Linked DNA regions of Gossypium hirsutum: region 1 is linked to region 2. Evidence: chromatin contacts called from public Hi-C data. All regions are on one chromosome and are shown on one strand. The core of a region is the stretch at or near the end of the contact, and the rest is flanking DNA. Distances in the headings are between cores, read along the strand shown. Region 1 holds the start of LOC107955272 (mitogen-activated protein kinase 4). Region 2 holds the start of LOC107954518 (reticulon-like protein B5).

Region 1 (3,258 bases), core at 724-3,223, 170 kb before region 2:
TACCAACGAGTGACTACATATTCTGTCATAAAATCAGTTTCGGATGTCGTCCTTGCAAGCCCAAAATCCCCAATTTTAAGGTCGCAATTAGCATTCAGAAGCAAATTGCTGGGCTTTAAATCACGATGCAATACATTTGCTGAATGTACATACTTGAGCCCTCGTAAAATCTGATATAGAAAGTACTGCAAGAGTGGAACTGCATGATCAACAATGGTTATAGCTTCCAGACAGCTAAACATAAATCATTTGATGTTTCTAACTAAATATGACAAAAGACAGTAGGAAGATCCTGTTATATATTTATACGAGGGGATGTATTTGATACCAACCCGACAATGATCATCTGTCAATTGTTGGTCAGATCGTATGATTTGATGAAGATCAGTGTCCATCAGTTCATAAACAATGTAGACATCATTAAAGTTCTCCCTCAGCGGAGGCCGTATGATGTCTTTGATGGCAATCACCTGAAGAAAAAAGGGACGAACCAATCAAACTATAATTCCACAACCAGATATTACTACTTCAGTGTACTCTCATGCCATTATTAAGATGCATACACAACAAGTGAAGGAACGTTGTTAACCAGACCTAAGAGTAAGAAACCAACATAAAACATGTCCTCTGTTGGCCGTAAACTTGCAAAGATGAAAGCATTAGTCAAGCCAGAAAAAGGAATTCTGATAGTCATACACATGGCAAAATGTAATGTGCTCCAGTTTCATTGAAGCATATAAAGACTGATAAGAAGAATTTTTATAAGATTCAAGAGAAGCCTGGTTAGATAGTGCTTTCTAATATGAAATGGTAAAATAGTGTTCATGCACAATATCGTAAGATTGGCCTGTCCTTAAAGGTTCAAAGTTACTTTAGGGTTAAAAGATGATCTTCTCAAGGAACTCAAATCAACAGGAATGTTAGGCCAAATCCCTCTAAGTACACAAATAGGGACCAAATACAGATATTGTTTAGCCATAGAAACCTGACCTTATACAAGCAAGAAGCCTAACAATTAGGAGTCTATGACTTAAACAACATTATTGAAACGTCCATCAAAAAGTTAACCATGGGAACTATGAAGCCAACAGCGCTTACATTCTCATGATCCATGTGACAAAGAAGCTTGATCTCTCGCAATGTCCTTTTGGCGTCAATCCTATTGTCAAATGCATTACCAATTTTCTTGATAGCAACCTCCTCACGCGTCTCTGAATTCAAAGCAGCACTGGGAAAAAGATGGGGAAATCAAATCTTAGCCTCACATTGTTAATAACAAAATAGACAGTAAGTCAAATGAACAGAATGTTAGCTTTCTTTCAATCTTCTCAGCCTGAAAGCTGAACCTAAAGTTATTCACTTCAATGGAACCCTAGAATTTGGCAGCTTAATTTCATCAAAGCGATCACACTGCCAAATACCTTTTATAAACCGTATTACCCAGAGTTTTCATTTTCCTCAAGTATCCATATACAAAATATATTTGGACATGGCTATAAAATTTTGGTCCTCGAAATACTTGTATTAGCCACATACCCTTGTCTAACACTCAGTCCGGGTAACATACTCAAGTGTGATTACAGTGCACTAAAATTAAAATTGTAATTTAAAAGGGGGGGGGACTACCTAGCCTGTTTGATCATACTAGTAACTAACTAATTAATCAAGAAACTGGAATCTAACAAAAGAAAAATGATCACATATTGACCTGTTGAAAAACTATCATGTTGAAGCTCTAAGACTAAAACAAACCCAGAAATTGAAATAAACAGGAAGTGAATCGAACTAGGAACTTAAACCGAAACAAAGTTAGAAGGGGAAAAAAGATCTTACCAGACAATACCATAAGCACCACGGCCGACGGGGCGAATAGGAGGGACGTATTTTCTGGAAACTTCGAAGTGGTTACCATAAACGTTGTACAGAACATAGCGTCCACCATGAGTTGGTATTCCGGTTGACTCCATTGACATGCCGGACTCCAACCCAGAATAAAGAAAGACTTTCTGCAGTAATGACAGGTAAAATCAGAGAGGTAGAAAAAGAAGAAAATGGGGAGTGGAATTTAGGATAGCGTGTCGGTGGGTGTAAAGTATGTTTTCTTTCTTAAAAAATTTTCCTTTGGGGTTTGTCCTGTATGTGTGAAGATTCCACTTTTCAGATACGCATATAGGCAAAGTTACTGTTATTCTGGGGTTCATACTTCATAGTCAAATGAGTCGTTAGTTGTAGTCTTAACAAATTCATATTACCTAAAAACTCAACTATTATCTTATTTCTGCCTGACAGATTCTTCAGAACAGCACTGTTTTTATTTTCTTTTATAAAAGTCAAAATCTTTGGATTTATGTTAGGAAAATAAAAATCTTAACTTTTAGATTATGAAGGCTGCCTCATTTCCTAACTCTTCATATCCACAGTTGTTCAATTATGTTCAAAGATCAGTTATTGAAGTACAATAAGATGTGGGGTCGAACCATTTAATATGGTGGATGAAAACATCATGGTAATTAATTCTATCAACTCATTGTTATTGGAACGCTGCTACATTATCTTTAATAAAAACTATACTTCCAAAAATTATGAAAATAACTCTTTAAAATTAAATTTTGAAAAAAAAAACCTTGAAAATGTATTCTTTTCTAACTTTAAATAAAAACTTTAAAAATGCAATAATATTTATAGAAAAGGATGATTAAAAATGAAAGTAATTATTATTGAGAGGCATTAATCTAATTATTTTTTAGTTTTTGAGACGAGTATTTAATTGCTACAATAATATTTAATAATTTTTTTCTATAGCTTATTTTATTCAAAATTTTCTTAATAAACTAAAACTAATGAATTGAGTTGAGTTTATCACTCCATTGATGAAACAATCTTGTTGAAACTTTTTTTTTAAGATAATACGGTAGATTGAGTTTTAGTTTGATTGATATTAATATTGTTGTCAGTGTTAGAGGACGTGAATTCTACCCATACATCATGTGCTATGTATAGATACAAGTCCATAGCCCATTTCTACCCATACATCTCATGACTTGTCTCAATACAAGTATGTTTATAATGCTTCCAATAGCTTGATTTTATTCCCGACAGTTATAAATGGTCTCAAATTTTTCCCTTGTTATATATGCATATAAAAAATACTTTAATACACAAGAGATGAGCATCCCAAGTATAAAAATTAAGAAAAAAACCTTCAATTCTTAAAATTAAAAATTTTGATTCATTGTTTTGAATTTTTAAAATTTAGAA
Region 2 (3,545 bases), core at 398-2,897:
TGGCATCAAAAACTGCATATTGCTTTTTTATCTCAATCACTGCCTTCTCTGCAAATGGGTCAACCTTGTCCTCATACTTCTCATACAAAACAGGTACCGTATGCAGCAACACGAAAGCTGATTTCCATAGGGAAGATGGATCAGAATTCAGTATGACATTTGTATAGATAAATGAACTTGGCACTAAAAGCAAGAGACCAGTGTCATTACATGTGTAGAACAAGGTCAAGAAATTGCACCAACTCCCCACAACGGAGAGGACCCAAAAAGCTGCTACAACCTGAAATCAGAGAGAAGGATATAGTGACCCCCCAATCAAAATGCACTTCAGATTAAGACTTAAACCCTAAACACACCACAAGAAACTTCTTCAGATTCCTTCCAGATGCAATATCTCGCAGCAGTTTCAATGCCTGGTTAAGTTCAATTGTCAGAGCAGAGGCGATCTGAAGGAATGGCTCCTCTGGCAAATGAACTTGTGGGATGCGAGGTGGAGTCCTGTGAAGAAAAAGGTCATATTATATTCTTTAAGAAACCATCAATATGTTAAATAGATTAAAGCTCATGCAAAGACCCCCAGAACTTACTTGTGGATAAAGGTATGGACATTGGACCAGAGGAACAATACTGCAAGACAGAGTATCGAAATGTGACAGAGCAGAGTAAGTAGGTGGTATTCGATCAACTCAAAAAGGACCCAGATTGCAGTTGCTCCACCAAGAACCCCAGCTGATATCTTTTTGTTCCTCCACAAGAACACATCAGCAGCTGCATCAAATCATTACCCAACAAATGAAATGGAAAGAGAACACCAGCATCTAATTCTGACACAAACGAGAACCATTAATATAAGACTTGTAAATAGCAAGACTTTTCTAAACTCCTTGTGTGCTTAAATGATTAGATAATCTTACTTTTAAACGACTGGTCTAGAATGTGTTATACTTTGCTCCGTTCCCAGAATGCAAACAATAAAAGGCAAAAGCAAACCCCAAATATACGTCTGAAGTAGCTTACTGCTTAATTTCAAATTCCAGTAACAAATACAAGAACCAATCAAATCGAAAAATGAAATTCACTTTCGTAACTACCAAACAGATCGTAAAGTGAAAAATACTAAAACTTAGATGTATTGATCTTCCATCAAATTAACATTTCTTTTTTAAATTCACTCTAACAACTGCATTTTTGTAATTTTTACTCGCATTTCCATCAACTTCGTCAAAAACAAACCTAACAATAAAATCCTGATCACACTAACGAAACTTGAAAAAAGAAAAGAAAAGTGAAATGAGAGCTTAGAGGCCGTACGCTTTCCACCACCGAGAACGTGATGAAGAGGTCTCTTCCTACCAAACAACCGATAAATCTTAGCCTTAACGGAGATAGGGGAAGCTGGTTTCTCATGATCTGAATCCGAATCCAAAGAAGACGATGAATCATGGCCGTGGATCTTCTCCATCACCGACTCCACCGCCGATTGCTTACTCTCCGTTTCCTCCGCCATTGGTTAAAAAAAGTCCGACCAGTGCCCTAAAAAGACGGATTCTTTATTGACTGTCAGGGTGTCCGAACAGTATACAAGTGAGTGCGAATGTCAGTAGAAGTGTAGGGTTTTAATAAAGGGAATGTATAAACCTTAGGCTTAAATGATAAATTTGTCTTAGTTTAGGTGTTTTATCTAGTCATATTTTTGAGTTCTTTTTATTATTAACCTTTGTTTTTTTTAATTTACTTTTTAATAGATTTAATGAGTAAATTTAAATGTTTAATTTTTTTTCTTTCAAAATATTTTAATCTTCTATTCGTTTGTTTACTGATAATTTTTTTATTAAATTATTATTTTTAAATAATTATGTTTATTTTCTTTAATTTAAGAATTATTTTTTAATTTAATGTATTATTTATTTATTTTATTATTTTTCAGTATAATTATCTTATTAGATTATCTTAATAATAAATTATATCTCATTAAAAATATTATACATATGAAATTCTAAATCATCCCCACTAATTTTTTTAATGATACTTTTATTAAATTTGTTAAAAAAATAAAAATAAAAAAGAACAAAAATTGATGATTGAAAAAAGACTTAAAAATACAATTAAAATAATTTTGATAAAATATAATAAATATTAATAGTTAAATTTATCGTTAATCCTAAACCTTAAATGAGAGTGAGGTTGGGGGAGAATTTGAAATGTTGAATGAGGTATGGTACAGTGGGGTCTAGAATAAAATTGGATTCTTTCAACTGATTTACTGAGAGAGAGAAGGGTGCATTCTTTTATTTCAAGAGTTCATCTTAATGGGACAATGGGGTGGCATGGACAGCTATCACTTTTCAGTGGTCGTTTTGGAATTTTCACTTTTTTGCATCAGTGGGGCTTCACGTTAGATTCATATCAAGGCTTATGCTTTTTGTTGTTTCTTTTTTTACGAAATAAGTGTTTGCCATCATCACGTGCTTTATTTTTGTAGTGAAGATAAAATTCAAACTTTATAATTAAGAAATGAAATAAACAATTACTACATTGTATTAATAAATTTTATTTTATTATTTATTTTTTAAAAATATCTAGATTTAGATTCTGATCCGGCTGAATATGATAATATTTATTTTTTAAATTTTATTATCGTGTATTTTGTAGTATACTTATCACTAACATCATAAAATACTAATAAAATATTTCTTTTTAATTGTTAGTTACATTGTATTGCAATTAAATCTAACCAAGTCAGGTGAAATGCTTAAATATAAATATATTTTAAAAATTAAATTTTTAGTTAAATCAATTAATTTGGTTAAATAATTATAAAAATAAATATATAAAAAAATCATAAATAGTTGATGTTGAAAGTGTTGAAAAATGACCAGTAATTGATGAATTACAAAGCTAGACTAGTATTAAATTTGAATGAAAATATATTGTAACATACTTAAATTACAATAGCAAAGTGTTTTTATAGCCTATGTTGAACTAATTGCTAACTGCTAACTAATCTAACTGCTACTACCAACTTTTTTTTATTCAGCCAACTACCAATATTTTTAACACTCCCTATCAAGTTGGAGGGTGATAAAGATATTTGACCCCCAGTTTGGACAACAAATACTCATGCTGATGCACCCCCAGGGCTTTTGTCATCAAGCCTACTATTTGTTGACTGGTGCGTATGTGCTATGTTTTAACCAACCCTTTTTTGATTTTCTCCCAAACAAAATGACAATCAATTTCTATGTGCTTAGTTCATTCATGGAATATTGGATTGGCTGCAATTTGAAGGGTTGCTTAACTATCACAAAACAATATTGTTAGTTCCAGTTTGTCGAGACTAACTTCTCCCAACAAACCACTTAACCAGATTATCTCTGCAACTGTCAAGGCTATGTTTCGATATTCTACTTCCGCAAATGATTGAGAGACTGTGTTTTGCTTTTTTTTTACTTCCATAAAATGAGTGAACCCAAGTTTGATGCAGTACCCTATAATCAACTTCCTAGTCATTGGACATGTTCCCCAATTTGAGTCACAATATGCAA

What was found. Hi-C and Micro-C count contacts between places; a contact is called where the count stands out from the background.
Region 1: a contact with region 2 is called in a Hi-C map of leaf, with 4 times the contacts expected there. The contact joins the promoter of LOC107955272 here to the promoter of LOC107954518 in region 2. A contact is called at or near these places in 5 of 34 Hi-C or Micro-C datasets (hypocotyl and leaf).

The regions. Positions count from the first base shown.
Region 1 is chrA07:32,018,398-32,021,655 of Gossypium_hirsutum_v2.1, reverse strand. LOC107955272 (mitogen-activated protein kinase 4) reads right to left here and starts at 1,973. Exons shown (of 6, transcript NM_001327634.1): 1 at 1,834-1,973; 2 at 1,099-1,228; 3 at 333-470; 4 at 1-185. The coding sequence starts at 1,973.
Region 2 is chrA07:31,849,809-31,853,353 of Gossypium_hirsutum_v2.1, reverse strand. LOC107954518 (reticulon-like protein B5) reads right to left here and starts at 1,647. Exons shown (of 5, transcript XM_016890103.2): 1 at 1,312-1,647; 2 at 588-768; 3 at 357-498; 4 at 211-280; 5 at 1-117. The coding sequence starts at 1,507.